2 separate regions of the Danio rerio genome follow, and region 1 is linked to region 2. Evidence: chromatin contacts called from public Micro-C data. All regions are on one chromosome and are shown on one strand. The core of a region is the stretch at or near the end of the contact, and the rest is flanking DNA. Distances in the headings are between cores, read along the strand shown. Region 1 has its middle 83 kb from the start of uacab. Region 2 holds the start of rxfp3.3a1 (relaxin family peptide receptor 3.3a1).

Region 1 (5,439 bases), core at 2,399-4,898, 99 kb before region 2:
GAGCTCAGCCTGTGCATCTGCAAGACACAAGATTTATTTCCAAGCATTTCCGAGGTATTCATTAAATAAAAGTCATTGGATGAGGTTGTTTTGTGCTTTTGGGCAGGGATCACCAAAATCCTGGGTGAATCCAAATATGTAAAAATAAACACATAAAAATAAATAGCCTGTTAGCAGATCATTACTAGGATTACTCCAGAAAGCACAGTTAGAAAAACAAAGAGGGAAATGTGATACTATAATGTTTACTTGCTCAATAATGCAATATACTGCCAAGCTAGTCAGATTCTGGCTTTCACCAGTTTCACTCCTGCTCAATCCAAGACTTACAGTGCATAAAACATAATGTAGGCCTGCCCTCTGGAGGATGGGAGTGGAACTACACCACACTCCTGCCTCACTCAATCATAAAACGCAGAGATGAAAACTGGGTGAGTGTTCTGAGCCCTGATTCATGGTTACGACTTCAAGGCAATGATTCAGGGAAGACGGCGCTTACAACCAATAAACCGTGCATCTCTTGACCATTTAGCCTGCAGAAGCTAATGAGGCTTTAGCTGGAGAATATTTAATGGACTCTGCTGGCATGGTAATTAAGGGCAAATGACAGAATTGGGGAATGGGCACAATGGGGCCTGCGCAGTTAAAACCACTTAACATGATGGAGATTGTCAGGCTCAAGATCTTAATTCTAAGAACAGGGACTTTTTTTTCATCCCTTAAGCAAATTACTGGATTGAAACTAGACTACTAAGCAGTTTCTTTATATAAATAATTAGCTTTTCATCGTTGTAGTTTGAAAAACATGATACCAAAGTCATCACAATAACTGAAACTCCTTTAGTATTCATACAAGGTTTATAGTATAGCCCTGATATGCACACTGCAAAAGATTCTATGATCAATTAGTCCTGACAGCATATGTTTTTAGGTCATTGTAACTTATTAATCCACGTTAATCATGTTTAAACTTAATTGTATAAATTACACCAGCTATTTTAAGTCAGTTTAACATAATATAAGTTCAATGGACTTACTTAAGCTTAAAAATGTAAGGCAGCCAGGATTTTTTTTACAGTGCACCTGGGAACATAAAATCTACAACATAGTCCAAATATGTTGCTTAAAGGCTAACTTAACACTGACCAATGCAGAGACTGACCAAACTACAATAAAAACAAGTGCCACCCAATGCCAACAGAGAAACAAAACGATTTCCTGAAACTTGACAAACGTACCTGCAACTATTGGTCAGCATCTGTCAGTGGGGTTGGCCTACAAAGGATTAGTTGCAGTTTAAGTTGGTTATTAAAATGTTTTAAAAAAATTGCTGTTAATATCACCTTCAGACAATTCATGATGTAGCTGACTTACAGTATTTGTTTAGCAAAGAGCTTTTTTTCTTTAGCTGAACCTATGGTCCTTGGTGATTTGTGAAATGGAACTCAATGACTAATGGCAAACAGGGAACAAATACTGTAAAGGTTGAGTAAATTAGGATTTTTCTGTTTTTTGTGTTTGTTTGTTTTGTTTTGTTTTGTTTTGTTTGTTTCACAGATTTAGTTTTTGTTCTAATATACAGAATTATTAGAATAAAATCTTTGAAGTGCTTTCCGAGGTGTTGGAGTTGCAATTACAACCAAATCCAATGCTTTTAATTCTGGGATTGTCTGAACAAACGCATTTGTTGTCAAATACACAACATAAACAGCACCCATACTGTTTAACTACTGCCAAGAAACTACTTCTACTGTTAAAAAAAAAAAGGAATCCCCTAAATGTAAACTGTGGCTTGGAGAAATTACCTGTTACATTTAGAGCGAAATATATACTATTTGAAAAGAAAACTCAAACAATTTGACAAAATTTGGAATCTTTTTATTTGTGACCTTGAAATAAACTTGGAATAATGCATCAATTCTGTAATGTTGTAAAATGCTTTGTCATCATACTCTGTTCTTTAAACAGGTCTTTGTAAACAACCTGGCTTATGTGAGTGTTTTTTTAGATTATTATGAATTTCATATTTCATATTCATATTGTTTTTCCTTTAATTTTTAAAAAAAAAATTTTATTTGCTTTGCCTACGTTATATGTGGACAAAATATGTAAACAGAGAATCCTCTTCTTTCTATATCTGTCTTCCATAAAACTTATTTGACAAAAAATACTTTGTTGAATCAGCTTAAGGGTTGGAGCAAAACTGTGCAGAGCTGCAGCCCTCCAGGAATACAGTTTGAGACCTATGCCTTAAAGTATCATGTGGAGCCACTTTATCTTTGACTGTAGGACTTTGGCCCTCACACCTGAGACCGTAACTTCATCTAAAAATCTTCTTGAATGTTCTACTAAAGAAAAAAAAAAAGTCACCTACATCTTGTATGGCCAGAGGGTGTATAAATCAACAGCAAATTTCCATTTATCTTTTTAAGTACAACACCTCTGTGACAAGCTGTATTGTAATTTTCCATTGTTTTAGGATACTCTGAAGTCGTGATTGTATTTTTTTTTCACCATTATGTCTGGATAATTCCCTGTGCTGGTATGCTCAGACCGTTGACTCTCTCTGTGGGCACTTACACCCAGGACTCAGCCGTTTGTTGTGTAGATGACTCATAAATATTTCCTTCTGTTTTAAGCTAGCGTGGCAGATAGAAACTACCTCTCTGAAAGTCTCAAGCATGAAAGGTTAGATGGACAGCCACGGCTCCTCTGAGCATCCTATACCACCCGACACCTGCAAGCACCCGGAAACCATTTTTTTCAGGGCATTTGCATTTTGATCCAGGGCAAGCTGCCATCATTAAGGTGCAATCAAAGTCAGACGATGCTAAATCACAGCAACACAAACCTGCAAAAGCTACAGATGAAAGGGGGAAGATTAGAGAGATTTAAAGGATATTTAAAGCCATTAATCCAATACCTTGCCTTAGAAAAAAAGAGAAGGAAAGCAATTTAATTAACATCCAGGACAGCAAGCTGAAGGGATGTTACACACTTACACACTCACGTCAACATCAAAAGAGCCCAGCCTTGTTTTAACTCATTTTAGGTAATGAAATTAAATTCTGGTATATGAAAGCAAGGCTATTTTATGGATAGTTCTTCAAGTCTGGCATTTCAAGGTGAATTAGATAAAAAAAAATAAAAAAAAACATAATTGAAAATTATTACAGTGTTGTTGCTTGTTAAAAATCCAGCAAACTCTCACTTTGGAAAGACGTAGGCGAGAGTGTCCCTTTAACTCAACACTACAATAAACCCCTGTGTAGCTCTCGAAACACATGGTATTAATTTAGCTTTGCTTTTTTTCTTCTTCTTGCAAAGTGTTCTATGAGGGTTTGTTAAAGTTTACCAAATGTGGCTGTATTTCAAGGAAAGGAACAAATGCAGATGTAATTTTCCACTTTTACAGCCTGTTTATGTATTGTGAATTCCTTCCTAGGAGACGGGTGCTTTCATGTCTTAATTGGATTGTGTGACTGCGGCTTTGTCTAACAAATGCACATTTTCAATGCTAATGATCGACAGTCACAACCCTGAATTTGCCTAAAGCACTTTGACTGTGAGCCTAATGTGTAATGAATAAACTAATACCTTATGTTCTAGCAGGAACATGAAACATTTGAAACACCTCTAGAGCCGCACCTTCACCCTGCTGCTGGCCTCCTGCCGGAGGTATTAAATGAAGGAAGTAAACACTGAGAGCGGGTGCACAGACCTGCAGAATAGCTCAATCTAATCAGGAAATGATGATTAGTGAGAATGACACTTGGTTCATTAGTTCAATGACATGATCGTGCAATAAAAGTCACTGAAAGGTTTAATGATAAACAGTGATTGGCAGTCTGATTAACAGAAGCACTATAAGTATATCTTCAAAGCTAGTACAGTGATCAGCATAATTGAGTAGATCCCATTTTGAAAAGGAACATTTTTATCCATTTCTCAGTGAATATAGGCAATGTATTTTGGTCTATTTAAACAAAACATATTTATCAAAGATAGATTTATTAAAATAATATTTTAGTCACCAAACATATTTAGAAATTAAAAGATAGTTCAATTCAAGCTAAATATTGCTATATTTACTTTAAATATGTATTTAATATTTTTCTATAACACAAATTTGGCTTTACTAGTTTTTGAACCGTTATTGTACAGTAAGTATTTTGTTAGATATGCTCCAGATTTGGCTTCAGTACTGACTAATCTAATGTATATGCACAAATATAATATTGTATAGCATCCTATTATACAGTATTAATTTTAAAGATAGATTAGTGGAGGGTGTACTTATATATATACACTGAGCACCTTATATACACATCACATATTCAGGGCTATTGTTCACAGAGCATAGTGCAGTCCCAAAAGAGTCATTTTGTATTTTAAATCATTATATTCTGCCACTATCCATCAAATTACTAGGTTTTAGCCATTTGTCAGCAAGAAGTTGTAATGTTTATTTATATATAGCGCATTTATTGTGTATGGCAATACACCCAAAGCGCTTCACAATCATGAGGGGGGGTCTCTCCACACCACCACCAGTGTGCAGCATCCACTTGGATGATGCGACGGCTGCCACAGGACAACGGCGCCAGTGCGCTCACCACACACCAGCTATTGGTGGAGTGGAGGGACAGTGATAGAGCCAATTCGGTGGAGAGGGGATGATTGGGAGGCCATGATCGTAAGGGCCGATAGAGGGACTTTGGCCAGGACACCGGGGTTACACCCCTGCTCTTTCACGAGAAGTGCCATGGGATTTTTAATGACCACAGAGAGTCAGGACCTCGGTTTAACGTCTCATCCGAAAGACGGCGCCCACTGACAGTTTAGTGTCCCCTTCACTTTTACTGGGGCATTAGGACTCACACAGACCACAGGTTGAGCGCCCCCTGCTGGCCTCACTAACACCACTTCCAACAGCAACCTGGTGTTCCCTAGTGGTCTCCCATCCAGGTACTGACCAGGCTCAGCCCTGCTTAGCTTCAGTGAGTAACCGGTCTTGGGCTGCAGGGTGACATGGCTGTGACGAATAAATAAAACAAAATGCAGCACTATCAATTATTTTATCAATTTAATAAATAACGGTTGTGTGCAATGTTTGCATGTTTATAACCACATCAGAGCATAGTGGGGGTCGTGGGAGTCACAGGCTGAAAAGTTTGGAAACCCCATAGTTTTTATATTTAGTGTTAACTATACTGTACAGTTGAAGTCAGAATTATTAGCCCTCTGCTTATTTTTCCCCCAATTTCTTCTTAACAAAAAGTTTTCTTCAACACATTTCTGAACAAAATAGTTTATATAACTCATTTCTAATATCTGATTTATTTTATCTTTGCCATGATGACACTAAAAAATATTTAACTAGATATTTTTTTAAGACACTTCTGTACAGCTGAAAGTGGCAAAAAAATATATATGAAG
Region 2 (5,132 bases), core at 1,861-4,360:
CAATTTAACAAGACGTTAAGCATTCTCATCAGTTATGATCCTGATCGGCCCCTTTTTCTGGGTAATTAACTGCACGCCGCAGAGCTGTCATTTCAACAGGATACAAAAACACATTCGGATATGTGCAGAGACTAATATGGCCTTGCCTGACTAGATGAAACATTTCTGCCGCGCTGTTTCCTCGTGTATTTCCCAATGCTTTGAATCACGAAGCTCTGATCAGGATGGAAGGTCGTTTCTTGGCTGAGAGCTTGTGAGTGTCTGTCAGTAATGCTAACTGAAAATAAGACATGTCTGATAGGCAAGGGAGAGGGGGATCCAGTGAGTGTGTGTTAACATTCAGAACATGTGCTGAGAGAAAAGAAGAATTAACAAATTGGATTAGAACCCTAAATTTGCTAAGGATGGTCATCCATTCTTAAAATGCTGTGTAAAATATAAGAAAATATTCTTTCAATAATGCTTTTGAGAAGAGGTATTTAAGCAGTGTATTAAAAAAATGATTGGATAGTTCTTTCAAAGGGTGTATTTCTAACTCAATATTTGTATAAGCATAAACAGTTGAAGTCAGAATTATTAGCCGCCCTGTTTATTTATTTTATTTTTTTTTACAAATTTCTGTTTAGATTTTTTCGGCATATTTCTAAGTATAATAGTTTTAATAACTTATTTTTAATAACTGATTTATTTTTTCTTTGCCATGATGACAGTTAATAATATTTTACTAGATATTTTTCCAGACACTTATATACAGCTTAAAGTGACATTTAAAGGCTTAACTTGGTTAATTAGGTTAACTAGGCAGGTTAGGGTAATTAGGCAAGTAATTGTATAACGATGGTTTATTCAGTAGATTATCGATAAAAAATATAGCTTAAAGGGGCCGATCATTTTGACCTTAAAACAGTTGTTAAAAAATGTAAAACTTCTTTTATTCTAGCCGAAATAAAACAAATAAGATTTTCCCCAGAAGAAAAAAAAATATTATCAGACATACTGTGAAATTTCCTTGCTTCGTTAAACATGATTTGGAAAATATTTAAAAAAGAAAAAAAAATCAAAAGGGGGCTAATAATTCTGACTTCAACTGTATATTATAAAACTAAACAAAGTTTTCTCAGACTTGTCATAATTAGCCTTGCCACCAAACAGCATATTAGCTTTTCTACTGAATTTAGTCTGCAAGATAATGAACCTGCTGATATCAAACTTTATCGCCAAAAAATTCATCTTGCCTTCATCTGACATTTATGAACACCATGGCCTTGAAAATGATGTATACTGTTTTCAATACAAGTGTCAGATTTTCAAAAATCCATGTATTTCCCAGCAGCAGACGCCAAAATATTCACAATGAAATTTGACTGACGGAAGAAGTTCATTTAATTATATTTTTTAAGAAGGTATGTACCCTACTTGCTGTTCAAATCCATCCTACAAAAACACAGTTTCTGGCTTCTTAAACAGTATCTGTGTGTTTATTAAAATCAGGTTTTAATTTAATTTAACACCCCCAAACATCAAGATACACACAATTGTCCCAGAAATTGGGATCAAGTGTACAATACTGTATTAGGTTTACAACTTTCCCGCAAGAGGAATGATAAGCATATCAGTTTTGTTCACAGAAAATAAAAAATGTAATGCCGCTGAATTTAATTTAGCTGCACTTTTCACGCAAAAGATACTATTTTATATTAGCAATTTTTCTGTTTGAATGTTTTACAAAAACTGTTCCACAAGAACTGTACACTGTACCAAAACAATCACACATACAACTGATATACACCAAGTGTATATTGTTAAAGTGCAGTTCACCATGAACCCATGATTTCCACAAATATGTAAACACATCTTCAGGGCTCAAATGAAGAAATAAAGCTTGAGGAGAAGTAAATAACATTCTGAGTAAAATAACCCATTGAACAGGAAAGAACACGGGTTCCACAGGACGAGAAACACGTTTCTCAGACTCGAATAAAAAGGTTCTTAATTTTTTTCCTGAACTCTTTGCGCATCAGACAGTAGATAAGTGGGTTCAAACAGCTGTTTGCGTGCGCAAGGCACACGGTCACCGGGAACACGTAGGTATGAACGATATAGTACGACTTATCCCAGTACACCGCGTTGAATTTCACCAGCACGCCCCAAAATGTGATGGCATGATTGGGCATCCAGCAGAGGAAGAAGGACAGGACCACTATGGTGACGGATTTGGTGACTTGCGTGCGCCGTTTCGAGCTGTTCTTCATGCTCCGCTGCCGGATGAGCCTCAGCAGCAGCAGGTAACTGACAGACACGATCGCCATGGGCAAAACAAACGCGATGAGGATTTTCTGGACATGATAGATCGCCAGCCAGTACTGTCCGTCAGGAAAGCGCAGTAAACAAAGTTTTTCACCGGCCACGTTAGTGACTGTGGAGAAAATGGATGTTGGCGCGGTGGCCACGGTGGCCAGAGCCCAGAGGATCACACTGACCCACCGTATCGAGCAGCCGGTCTGCCTGCTGCGGTCCTTCAGAGCCGAAGCCACTGACCAGTAGCGCGTAATACTCATCGCCGTCAGGAAGAAGACGCTCGCGTACATGTTCATCACGGTCACCGACAGGATTATCTTGCACATGGCGTCTCCAAACGGCCAGCTGAAGTCCAGCGCCGTGTCCACTGCCCAGAAAGGCAAAGTCAACACAAACTGGAAATCCGTCACCGCCAAGTTGAGGATGAAGAAGTTTATCTTGGATATGCGTCTTTCTTGCCTGACGCGAATGAAGAAGAACACCAACAGATTTCCAACCAGACCCACGACGCACACCACAGAGTAGGTGATGGAGATCAAGCACCTCAACACCGGACTCCCGTCGGCGGACACGTCGATGTCCTCCAGACTTTTGAAGCGCTCGCGGTCACTGATTGATCTGTTTATTACACCGCTCTGATTACTGTCTCCCATCATATCCAGCGACTTCACAACTTCGGTGTTTCCCATGTCTTTACGCGCACTTAAATATTCATTCTACCAAACTGTTGTTGATTCAATTAATTTGTGCGTGTAGTTTTTGGCCGTACTCACCCTTTATGGCCACAGTCAAGTACATGGTGTTGATAGTATTGAGCAGAATGCGGCGCGCTCTACAATTTATGTCGGGCGCTTTTCAAATGTCTCCGCCCACCGAGATCAGCGATTCGTCACTGAATAAACGCAGGCTGATACAAACACCTTTCAATTTTTTTATGCACGTCGTAACAATATAAAAAACATTCTCTTATGAAAATTAACCATGTTTTTTTTTTTGCATTATTCTTGATTAATTTGTGGAAACAGAAACTGCAGTTAATATAATAAAGAACAACAACAAAACATGCTTATTAGATACACTTTTGCTATAATAAATCCATGTATCATTTTCGGAAGGGAGACATAAATGGAAACATGTACAATAACTAATATTAAGGTAAACAAGACTAATGTAATTTTTTTATTTATTATTAGCTCATAGTTCCTATCCTGCATGCCATTCTTAAATCATGGTTTACATTTTTTTGCACATGTTTGTGAATCTACAGGCTTTAAATAACTTATTAATCATGATTAAATAGAAATATCAATAAAAAAGTCATTATTGCAGGTATTTTGCTTAAATAAGGCTATATACTTTAAACATGTTACATTGCAGTAAAGCAGGTGGATCTCTGGGTAAGTATTCACTGCCATCTGCTGTTCACATGTAAATATGCAGCCTAAGTACCAACATTAATACAGCTTGATGCTCAGGGATAAAGCCTTGAGCATCACTACACAAAAGAACGGCAGGATAGAAATCCCTGCGCTTTACAGTAGGATTTATTTTAAAGGCATTAGAAATCTGAATACATTCAGAGCCACCCCTATCTACTCTACATTTGAGAGGTTATGAGAGTTGGATGGTTGTATGTGGCTTCTATCATTCATAAAAGGCAATCTAGAAGATAGAAAAGAGCTTTTAAATGCATATATACAATAAAGAGGTGTTAGAAATAATCTAAACTCTCCCTGTGAGAGTTGAAAATGGGTTAGCGTTTGTTGCCCCAGATACAGTTGCTGCTGAAATATGAACAGGCACCAGGTTAGTTCTCAATTTAGAATCTTCACCTTTTCCACAGATTGATTCAGGCTCGTCTGACCTTTATCGCAGAGCAGAACGCCATTCAGCTCAAACGCCTCGTGTCTGACTGTCTTACAGCACTTACTTCCCAGTCAGCAAGTTAAAGTAGCCGAGCTTTTCATAAAGGAGAGAAATGTTTAATATCTCAAACATCAAGAGCCAAAAAGGTTAACTCAATGCATTTTATTACATCTAAATGTCTCTACATAAACATGTAACATTCAATAAGTAAACAATTTCTTTCAATGCATGTAATAAATATTTTTTTTCACTTAGTACTTTATACAAACTGACATTGGTCTACTGTACAATATGTCTTCCACATCTTAAAAATCTTTTTTTTTCCTTTTCTTAAAACATGCCACAGACACAGAGTGGATGAAGTTTAAGGCAGTGAGCATAGATGTCAGCTTACTGAAATGGAAAACAAAATAAAAGCTGGACTTTGACACCGAGTCCACTCATAGCACAGTTCTGCATCTAAAAATATATAAATTAGTTTGTTGTGAAGTTGCGACTTTAACACATGAATGCACATCACTGGAACAACCAAGTTTGCACAATGTGGTCAGGAACAAAACCATGCACACGCTCTTTCACACATACACACACACACACAGCATATCCCTTTATCAGTCATGTCTGAAATGAGCAAATGAACGAAAACCTGTTTCCTGTTTGTCATTGAACCTTACTTAAATAACAAAGCTTGTCAAACACATATAAGACAAAAACATTGAACCAAACCTAAAGGTTTACTTGTTGAAAAGAGGGAATTATTAACACTGCTAGAGATCTAACAAGTAGTTGATTTGGTAACAATGATTTTGTATTTTCGTCTCCATCCTTTTCTCTCTTTAATTACTTAACCGATTCCAATCTTAGAGACAAAATCAAGTGATAAACATCTAATACTTTCAGAGGAAATGTAGGTAAAAGGAGGTTTAGAGGGCAAAGGAAACAGAGTCTATCAAACAGCACAAAATGCG

Evidence for each region. Hi-C and Micro-C count contacts between places; a contact is called where the count stands out from the background.
Region 1: a Micro-C map of caudal fin shows a contact between it and region 2, with 5 times the contacts expected there. The contact joins the enhancer-like site here to the promoter of rxfp3.3a1 in region 2. A contact is called at or near these places in 2 of 18 Hi-C or Micro-C datasets (caudal fin and fibroblasts).

What each region holds. Positions count from the first base shown.
Region 1 is chr7:33,843,918-33,849,356 of GRCz12tu, forward strand. No RefSeq gene overlaps it. Among named protein-coding and RNA genes, the nearest start is that of uacab, 83 kb to the right of the region's middle. Within about 2 kb of position 3,649, at least 4 of the 62 cell types and tissues checked have an H3K27ac peak or open chromatin away from gene starts, as enhancers often do. A contact at or near this core is called in caudal fin, where this site is marked.
Region 2 is chr7:33,943,137-33,948,268 of GRCz12tu, forward strand. It overlaps rxfp3.3a1 (relaxin family peptide receptor 3.3a1), which reads right to left and starts at 3,111. Exons shown (of 1, transcript XM_005168953.6): 1 at 1-3,111. The coding sequence starts at 2,987. The coding sequence ends at 1,968. pias1a (protein inhibitor of activated STAT, 1a) reads right to left here. Exons shown (of 15, transcript XR_012383356.1): 15 at 4,315-5,132.